3 separate regions of the Danio rerio genome follow, and regions 2 and 3 are each linked to region 1. A link is a contact called in public Hi-C and Micro-C data. All regions are on one chromosome and are shown on one strand. The core of a region is the stretch at or near the end of the contact, and the rest is flanking DNA. Distances in the headings are between cores, read along the strand shown. Region 1 holds the start of atp2c1 (ATPase secretory pathway Ca2+ transporting 1). Region 2 holds the start of rpp25l (ribonuclease P/MRP 25 subunit-like). Region 3 holds the start of cmtm6 (CKLF-like MARVEL transmembrane domain containing 6).

What was found. Hi-C and Micro-C count contacts between places; a contact is called where the count stands out from the background.
Region 2: a Micro-C map of caudal fin shows a contact between it and region 1, with 14 times the contacts expected there. The contact joins the promoter of rpp25l here to the promoter of atp2c1 in region 1. A contact is called at or near these places in 2 of 18 Hi-C or Micro-C datasets (caudal fin and hematopoietic stem cells) and 2 of 4 datasets of contacts at active chromatin or transcription factors (embryo and gastrula embryo).
Region 3: a Hi-C map of hematopoietic stem cells shows a contact between it and region 1, with 4 times the contacts expected there. The contact joins the promoter of cmtm6 here to the promoter of atp2c1 in region 1. A contact is called at or near these places in 2 of 18 Hi-C or Micro-C datasets (caudal fin and hematopoietic stem cells).

What each region holds. Positions count from the first base shown.
Region 1 is chr16:46,087,468-46,090,422 of GRCz12tu, reverse strand. It overlaps atp2c1 (ATPase secretory pathway Ca2+ transporting 1), which reads left to right and starts at 1,536. Exons shown (of 27, transcript XM_073926529.1): 1 at 1,536-1,589. The coding sequence starts at 1,557. It overlaps ubxn11 (UBX domain protein 11), which reads right to left. Exons shown (of 15, transcript XM_073926546.1): 3 at 1,971-2,077; 4 at 1,744-1,861. The coding sequence starts at 1,811.
Region 2 is chr16:45,953,584-45,956,283 of GRCz12tu, reverse strand. It overlaps rpp25l (ribonuclease P/MRP 25 subunit-like), which reads left to right and starts at 1,274. Exons shown (of 2, transcript NM_001002540.1): 1 at 1,274-1,499.
Region 3 is chr16:45,905,829-45,908,647 of GRCz12tu, reverse strand. cmtm6 (CKLF-like MARVEL transmembrane domain containing 6) reads left to right here and starts at 1,362. Exons shown (of 5, transcript NM_001044756.2): 1 at 1,362-1,522; 2 at 1,813-1,966. The coding sequence starts at 1,835. It also overlaps a transcript of si:dkey-11p23.7 not described here.

The DNA.
Region 1 (2,955 bases), core at 287-2,786:
GAAGACTAGCTGAGGTAGACTAGCGATGTGAAGTGGGAGATTAACTGAGGGAGTCTAGCTGAGGCAGAATTGTGATGTGGGAGACTAGCAATGTGGGAAACTAGCTGAGGTAGACTAGCGACATGATGTGGGATATTAGCTGAGGGAGACTAGCGATGTGGGAGATTAACTGAGGGAGTCTAGCGATGTGATGAGGAAGATTAGCTGAGGAAGACTAGCGATGTGATGTGGGAAACTAACTGAGGGAAACTTGTGATGTGATGTGCTGAGGGAGACTAGTAATGAAGGAGACTAGCTGAGGAAGACTAGCAGTATGATAGTATGATGTGAGAGACTAGCTGAGGAAGATTAGCAATGTGATGTGCTGAGGGAGGCTAGTGATGAGGGAGACTAGCTGAGGAAGACTGGCAGTATGATGTAGGAGACTACCTGAGAAAGACTAGCGATGTGATGTGCTGAGGGAGACTAGCTGAGGAAGACTTGCGATGTTAATGTGGAAAACTAGCTGAGGGAGACTAGCGATGCAAGGTGCTGAGGAAGGCTAGTGATGAGGGAGACTAGCTGAGGAAGACTTGCGATGTTAATGTGGGAAACTAGCTGAGGGAGACTAGCGATGCGAGGTGCTGAGGAAGGCTAGTGATGAGGGAGACTAGCTCCTACTCAATTTTGAATCATTGCAGTTCTCTAGTTTTGATCACTTTATTTCCCCACATAACAAAGAGTTTTTATTGAAGTGTTTTGGTTATTTTGTAAAACACTGTTCTACTAGCACCAAGAGCCAAAACCAGAATTACATTTTTCTGAAAAAAATCAACTGTTAACAAATTGTATAATTTTGCTTTACACCAATCCAGATCAAACACAAATAAACCAACTAGAATCTGAAGGAGCACTTGGTAATTTAAGACCGTTGCGTTTGATCAAAGTTGCAGCTCAACTCTGCAGGACGGTAAATCTCCTGGAACAGGGTTGGCCACCCCTGCTTCACACAAAACAAACACATACTCTCACTTGACACTTTATTTTTTGGTATGCCTGTTAAAAATCATGTTACTGCAAAGTTTAAAAACTGTTGTCAGCATCTGAAGCGTATCAAAAAATTCATCAAAGTTGTCCTGAGACAAGAACGGGTATTGTTCAATGAACATTTTGGTTTTAGGACTACTGTAAAGAACTTTTTTGATTTACTTCAAATGTTGTTTAGTAGCTACTAGGTTATATCATCACTTGGATTTGCTCAAAGTGTATATTAAAACCGCTCCAATCAATACATGAGTAAAGTCTAATGACCACGAACGCATTACTCTACATTACTCATGTAATGATTGGAGCGGTTTCAATATACACTTTGAGCTAATCCAAGTGATAATATAACCTAGTAGCTACTAAACAACATTTGAAGTGGATCAAAAAGGTTCTTTACAGTAGTCCTAAAACCAAAATGTTCAAACACACCTGATCAAACACGCATGTCTTTCACACCCATTACAGGTCTTTCAGTCTCTACTAATGAGCTGATCTGAATCAGGTGCGTTTGGTTTAGCATACTCGGAAAAATGTGCAGAGCTGGTGGTCCTCCAGGAACATGGGTGAGAAACTCTGGTCTTATAGCATAATAGGACTTCTTAGACAATTAGTTTAATAATTGAGTTTCAGGTAACGTTATGTTGGCTATCTACGCTTTTTGATGGAGCATTTGTCAGCATTTAACATTCATTCACCGTGCATGTAGTTTGCACTCACCCATCAGTGTGTAGGTCTGGTAAAGGAGCTCGTCTGTTCTTCCTCAGGATAGACAGCGGGGAGGTCATGTTTACAAAACCACTTGAGTGTTATTTTTGTCCTAATAAAGACACGTCATCTAAAACGGTAAAAAGTAGAACTTTAAAAAGACAACGATAACTTACTAATTCTCAAGAACACGATGTTGAAAACAAATATTGAACGTGTTTGCTGAGTTTGACTTTTACTTTGGTTAAATGTGGATGTTTACAGTGCGGAGATGTTTGATCAGTTGCCACTGGTAACAGGAACCCTCAAACTCCACTATGCGGCGCTGCTCGTCTGTCAGAAATGACTGAAGGACAAGGATCGCCACCGTTATAACAATTCAATTAATAAAGTAAATATATACGGGAATAATGATTTTCATATCAAAGTTTGAAAGAAAAGCAACAAGCACTGGTCTAGTACTGATTGTATTATTATTTCCATATGCTGTTTTTTATTATAAATAATATAAATTATTCATGAATATTCCTTCGGCTTAGTCCCTTTATTTATCAGGGGTCGCCACGGCGGAATGAACTGCCAACTTATCCAGCATATGTTTTACACAGCGGATGCCCCTGCAACCCAGTAGTTGGGAAACATCCATACACACGCATTCACACACACTACGGCCAGTTTAGTTTATTCAGTTCACCTGTACCATGGTCTGTGGGGAAAACCTGAGGACCCGGAGGATACCCACGCCAACACAGGGAGAACATGCAACTCGTACCGCTTCGCCACCCAACTAGCCCCAAGTAGTATAAGTAATTGAATATACATTTTTAAACAGTGATAACTCCCTCTATTATTAAAAATTGTAAATATAATTTATGCAAAATTTTCCCAGAGATGGGTTACGGCTGGAAGGGCATCAGCTGCGTAAAAACGTGCTGGATGAGTTGGCGGTTCATTCCGCTGTGGCGACCCCGGATTAATAAAAGGGATGAAGCTGACAAAAAAAATGAATGAATTTATTTAAAATTATTTATAAACAATGTACTATACCATAGATGTTGAAAGAGACTACTTGATTTAATATAAGTTATTAATGGTGCTTAAAATCATGTAGTTTACATTTGTTGATATGTTGTTGATTTCATCCATACTTCTTTGTTTGTAATGGTTTGCTCCGCCCACTGTTTTAAGTTATATTACCAGATAGGAAAGTAAAAAATAGACGGA
Region 2 (2,700 bases), core at 25-2,524, 130 kb after region 1:
AAAAAGGTTCAACTAAATCTGAGTTTAGAAGAAAAGCAAGCCTGATCAATAGCCTAGGACAATGTGTGTTTGTGTTTACCTGTCAACTCACTGGCTTCAAAGTTGAGCAGACCAGACCAGACCAGTGCAGTAGTACAAATGTAAGCCCTACCACATTAAAAAATCCAATAATAGGCTAGTTAACTGTACTTTTTATGGCTCAAATGTATGCGATAAATATGCACTCAAGCATTGAACGGGTCGGTTATTTTGCTACAAATTTTTCTGCAATTTCTCGGAGCATTCCTATTGTGCGCCCTTTACTCTTCCTTTCTCCTGGGCTGCTTTAGCTCATTTCCCGCGCATTTAGCTTGAAAAAAATCTATTTAAATAATAATAAAAATTCATGTTCAAATTTCATTATAAATTTAGCCAATGATTGAATCGAATTCTGAAATTATCAGTTTATTTTTGTAGGCTGTAATAAATTTAAATAATATATATATTTTTTGTATTTACCATGACCGATGGTCAGTCCAGGCGTGAGTGAAACAGTTTATATCGATCAAAAATATTTAAAAATATTAATTTTAGTGGGGGCCCTGCTGTGCCCATGTGCAGCTGTAATTTACTGTACAGTCCGACAGACTGGCTGCATTTACAGTTATTTCCGAACAGGCTCACTCTGCAAGGCTGCGACAAGTTAATTCTGAACGCGCGGTGGCGCTGTGTTCTTATAATTGAGACATTTTGACTACCTTCAGCGTTGTTGAGCAAAAACAACAGCTGTATATCAAAATTGATAGTCTGTCTTTATGCCCATCCTCCTCTTGTTGTAAACCTGTTTGTTGTGTTGTGTAAAGGAAAATATACTGAATATCATTTTGTTAATTTAAGAATTTTTTTCCCTGCTATGGATGTCAATTTTTAGGGGTAAAATCTCGCTTTGACAGGGATTAGCAGAACATAATATTCAGTTTATTCCATCACAACATATTAAACTAAAGTAGGCTACATAGGAAAATATATTAAGTATAACAGTTTTATAGTATAAAGTCTGAATTTAATGTTAAATGTAAAGCTGAGTTATTATAGCCTAGTCCTATTCTTAAATGAATATTCTTTTCATACTATATTTGGTGATTGCTTGAGCTTTCTTCTTAGTGAAAATTACCTTTTGTCATGCTTTATTAATCGAGTTTAACCATAAGTTTTTAGATCAATTCGTAAAAAAAACTACACTTCCCATGAACACGTGCGGCACTTTACGACAGAACTTACAGGCACTCGAGCTGACGTCACGTGCTGATACATGTGGATAAGCGGTCTGTGACACAACATTTCAATATTTTAAACTGTGTCGTATTACCTGTAGTTAACCCTGCGTTTAAGAAATAAATTTGACGCCTTACTCCTGCATTTCATTCACATGGAACGACATGAACCAGCAGTTATTTAGAAAACCTGCCGCAGCCGCCTGAATGTGCTAGCCGGATCGCTAACCCACTCTAGCAAAGAAAGTAAGTTTGTGAAATATTTCACGTCAAAACTAGTATATCACATACACATAGTCAGTGCTTAAGGGTAATCATCATGCCCCTTTAAAATAAGTACTTTATTTGTCATACAACCTGAAATCAAATATCTTTTCCAACCTTTGAAATGTTTTTGTAGTCTTCACCTACCCTGAGCCTATCTAACTTACAACTATCCCCAAGCTCTTTTCATAGCAGGGTAAAATGTGGGTTTGATTTAAACAGCAAACAGCTAATTGTGTTCATTTTATTTATATTCAATCATTAAAATTGTATTAATTTATAAAAAAAATCTATTTTGTTCTGAGTTACACTGCTACTAATAGACTAAAGAAGAATATTATTACCTAAAATCCATACATTTTTATGTACCATGGTGCAACGGACCCCAAATCTCACGGTTCGGGTCACATTATGGCTTTCTAGTCACAGATCGGACCATTTTTCAGATCGGCCAAAAAGGGGAGGAGGCAAATGTAATTTGTTTTCTATTTATTACAAAAAAAAAAAAAAAAAACAGTACTGCAAGACACTTTTGATTTTAACAAACAGAATTAAACCTGTAATCTTATTAAAAATAAAATTAAACAATCAGCTGAATAAAAATAAATTGTAAAATATTCAGTACTGTGAAGAATTGATTGTTACTGCCACTGTTCCTGATAATGCTAGACTTGTGTTATAATTTGTACAACCCATATTTATTTTTACTCATAATTTTAATAAATGATTCAGTTATTGACTAATAAAACTTGTTTCATTGCTACATGTCATTTTTGAAGAATTATTCAGGGTCATATTTTTGATGGCTGGTTGTCGCCACTCATTGGTTTAATAATGTAAATGCTGCCTACAACTTCCATTTTTGAGCGTCAAGCTAAATGCATATGACGGTCATTTTAATCGTTACCATGGGAACGAGTGGTTTTCTAAACTATTAACTGTTTTCTCAGTACTTCTGTGTTACTTGACTGTTTATTATTTCATAACTAACTCAAATGACTGAAGACTCAATCTCTTATGATTAATAAACATATGCAAATTAATATCATTTATAATTTGTTGCGTGGGTGTTAAGAACCAGATCTTTTCATGATTAATCTTGCAGCTCAGACTGAATGCATTGATGCAGACTAAACTAGTGACAGAAAACACCTTTAATGTAAGCCACCACATCCTGAATAAC
Region 3 (2,819 bases), core at 113-2,612, 180 kb after region 1:
AAGATGGGTATACTGTGGTCATAAAGGGATGGACATGGTCAGCAGCAATACTCAGGTAGGCTGTGGCACTGACACGATGCTCACTTGGTACTAATGGGCCCAAAGTGTGTCAAGAAAACCCCCCCCATTACACCACCAACAACCTGAACCGTTGTTACAAGGCAGGATGGATCCATGCTTCCATGTTGTTGACGGCAATTTCTGACCCTACTATCCGACTGTCACAGCAGAAATCAAGACTCATCGGACCAGGCAACATTTTTCCAATCTTCTATTGTCCAATTTTGGTGAGCCTGTGTGGTCTTCTGCTGCTGTAGCCCATCCGCCTCAAGGTTGGACGTGTTGTGCGTTCAGAGATGCTCTTCTGCATACCTCAGCTGTAACGAGTGGTAATTTGAGTTATTGTTGCCTTTCTATCAGCTCGAACCAGTCTGGCCATTCTCCTTTGACCTCTGGCATCAACAAGGCATTTGCACCCACAGAACTGCTGCTCACTGGATATTTTGTCATTTTCGAGCCATTCTCTGGAAACACTAGATTGTGGTTGTGTAAAAATCTGCAGTTTCTGAAATACTCAGGCCAGCCTGTCTGGCATCAACAATAATGCCACACTCAGTCACTTAAATCACATTTCTTCCGCATTCTGATGCTCAGTTTGAACTGCAGCAGATCATCTTGCTCTGGTCTACATGCCTAAATGCATTGAGTTGCAGCCATGTGATTGGCTGATTAGAAATGTGTGTTAATGAGCAGTTGGACAGGTGTACCTAATAAAGTGGCCAGTGAGTGTAGGTTGGGAACCAATTAAGGCAGAACAATAGTGATTTTTTTTCTTTTTGGTTGAACTTTTCTTTAGCTTATAGTCTCAAGCTTTTTAGATTCTGAACATATACTATTTTAATACATTTTTATTATTAAAGTGATATTTTTTAATGTGCTAATTAATATCTTCAACACTAATAAACCACTAATAAGCATTCAAACTAAAAAAATTAAGGCATGGCTAAAAAAGTAAAATGAATAGTTCATCCAAAGCTTTATTTTTTGCCATCAATTTCTCAGCGTTCACTTGTTTTAAATCTGTTAAACAGAAAAAATATGTTTTTTAAGAAAGCTGACATCCCTATTTGTGTTCCTAAACACTCAGCTTTCTTCAAAATATCTTCTTTTGTGTTCAACAGAATAAAGAAACTCATAATGGTTTGGAGCCACTTGAGGTTGAATAAATAGTGAGTAATCAGCATTTTTGGGTAAACTATCCCTTTAAAGCGATCTTCATGAAGTGTTTTGAGAGCCTGTCACAATCCCTGACAGGAGAAGTGAAAAAAATCGCAGAACAAAAATCCCAGAAACACCCCTGTGGTGCACACGCAAGTGGTGTTGACTTTAGCAGCCTCCGTAGGAAGCCCTTCCTTCATTAAAACAAAACTGAGGCAGGGCGGAAGTGAAACAAGTTCTCCGCACAAAGGACGAGTCGACGTAAACAGAGCATATTAAAACAACCATCCGACCAAACAAACAGGTATTTCAGTCTTGAAACTCTATTAATATTACTATCACACGTAAGCGTTTGCATCTGCATCACTTGAGTTTGTTTATATCGATCGCTTTATATTGATATACTTTGTTAGCTCAGACTTGACTTTGACTTTTTTCACTTTCGTTTCTATAAACGTGAAATACTGCTGTCGGTGTTTTGTTACGTTGTTTATTATGCGATATGTTATCTATAACGCTAAATTATTGCTCTTCTGGTTTGTAAGTGCGAACATCTGTTATAGTTAAACTGTTTTATATGCTTTTCGTTATCAGATTTAGCTACAGTAAATACAGTATGGCCACTCAAGACCCGGTGTATAACACCACCACAACAGCACCAGCACAGGCAAACAAATCTAAAGGATGGTTCAACGTGCCATCAGAAAATCTGGAGACAATACGATTTGTGATAAAAGTGGTCGAAATGGTAAGTAACACATATTCCTACCGTAACTTACTTTAATGTGGTAAAGTTGGTTTTATATTCGCATATTCGTTCAGGGACAACTTCATTTCTATGCTAGCCTACTTTGAAGATTCAGTGTGAAATCGCATAAGTGTGACTTCAAAAACAACATTAGCACTATTTATATGATTGTGAACAGTGTTGCACTTTGATAGGGAAGTCATATTAGCAGCTAATAACTATTCAGACACTTTTCTGAAATTATATTATTAGGAAGTCCAATATGTGTGAATATAAAACCAATTTTACCTTAGTCTAAACTTTAATGTTGTCTTGCATAACACACAATCTGTGAACATATGCAGCTATGAAAAAATAAGACTACAATGTACTGCCTGACAAAAGTCTTTTCGTTGGTCCCAGTTGTAAGAGCAACAAATAACAACTTGACTTCTAGTTGATAATTTGGAAAAATGTCAGAAGGTAAATTATTCCGATGAATCCTCTGTTGAACTGTATCCCCAATTATCACAAATACAGCAGAAGACCTATTGGAACCCGCATGGACCCCAAATTCTCATAGATATCAGTCAAGTTTGGTAAAGGAAAAATCGTGGTTTGGGGTTACATTCAGTATGGGGGCATGCGAGAGATCTGCAGAGTGAATGGCAACATTAACAGCTTGAGACATAAAGACATTTGTTCTGCCCATCACATTACAAACCACAGGAGAGGGCAAATTCTTCAGCAGGATAGTGCTCCTTCTCATACTTCAGCCTCCACATCAAAGTTCCTGAAAGAAAATAAGGTCAATGTGCTCCAGGATTGGCCAGCCTAGTCACCAGAAATGAATGTTATTGAACTTGTCTGGGGT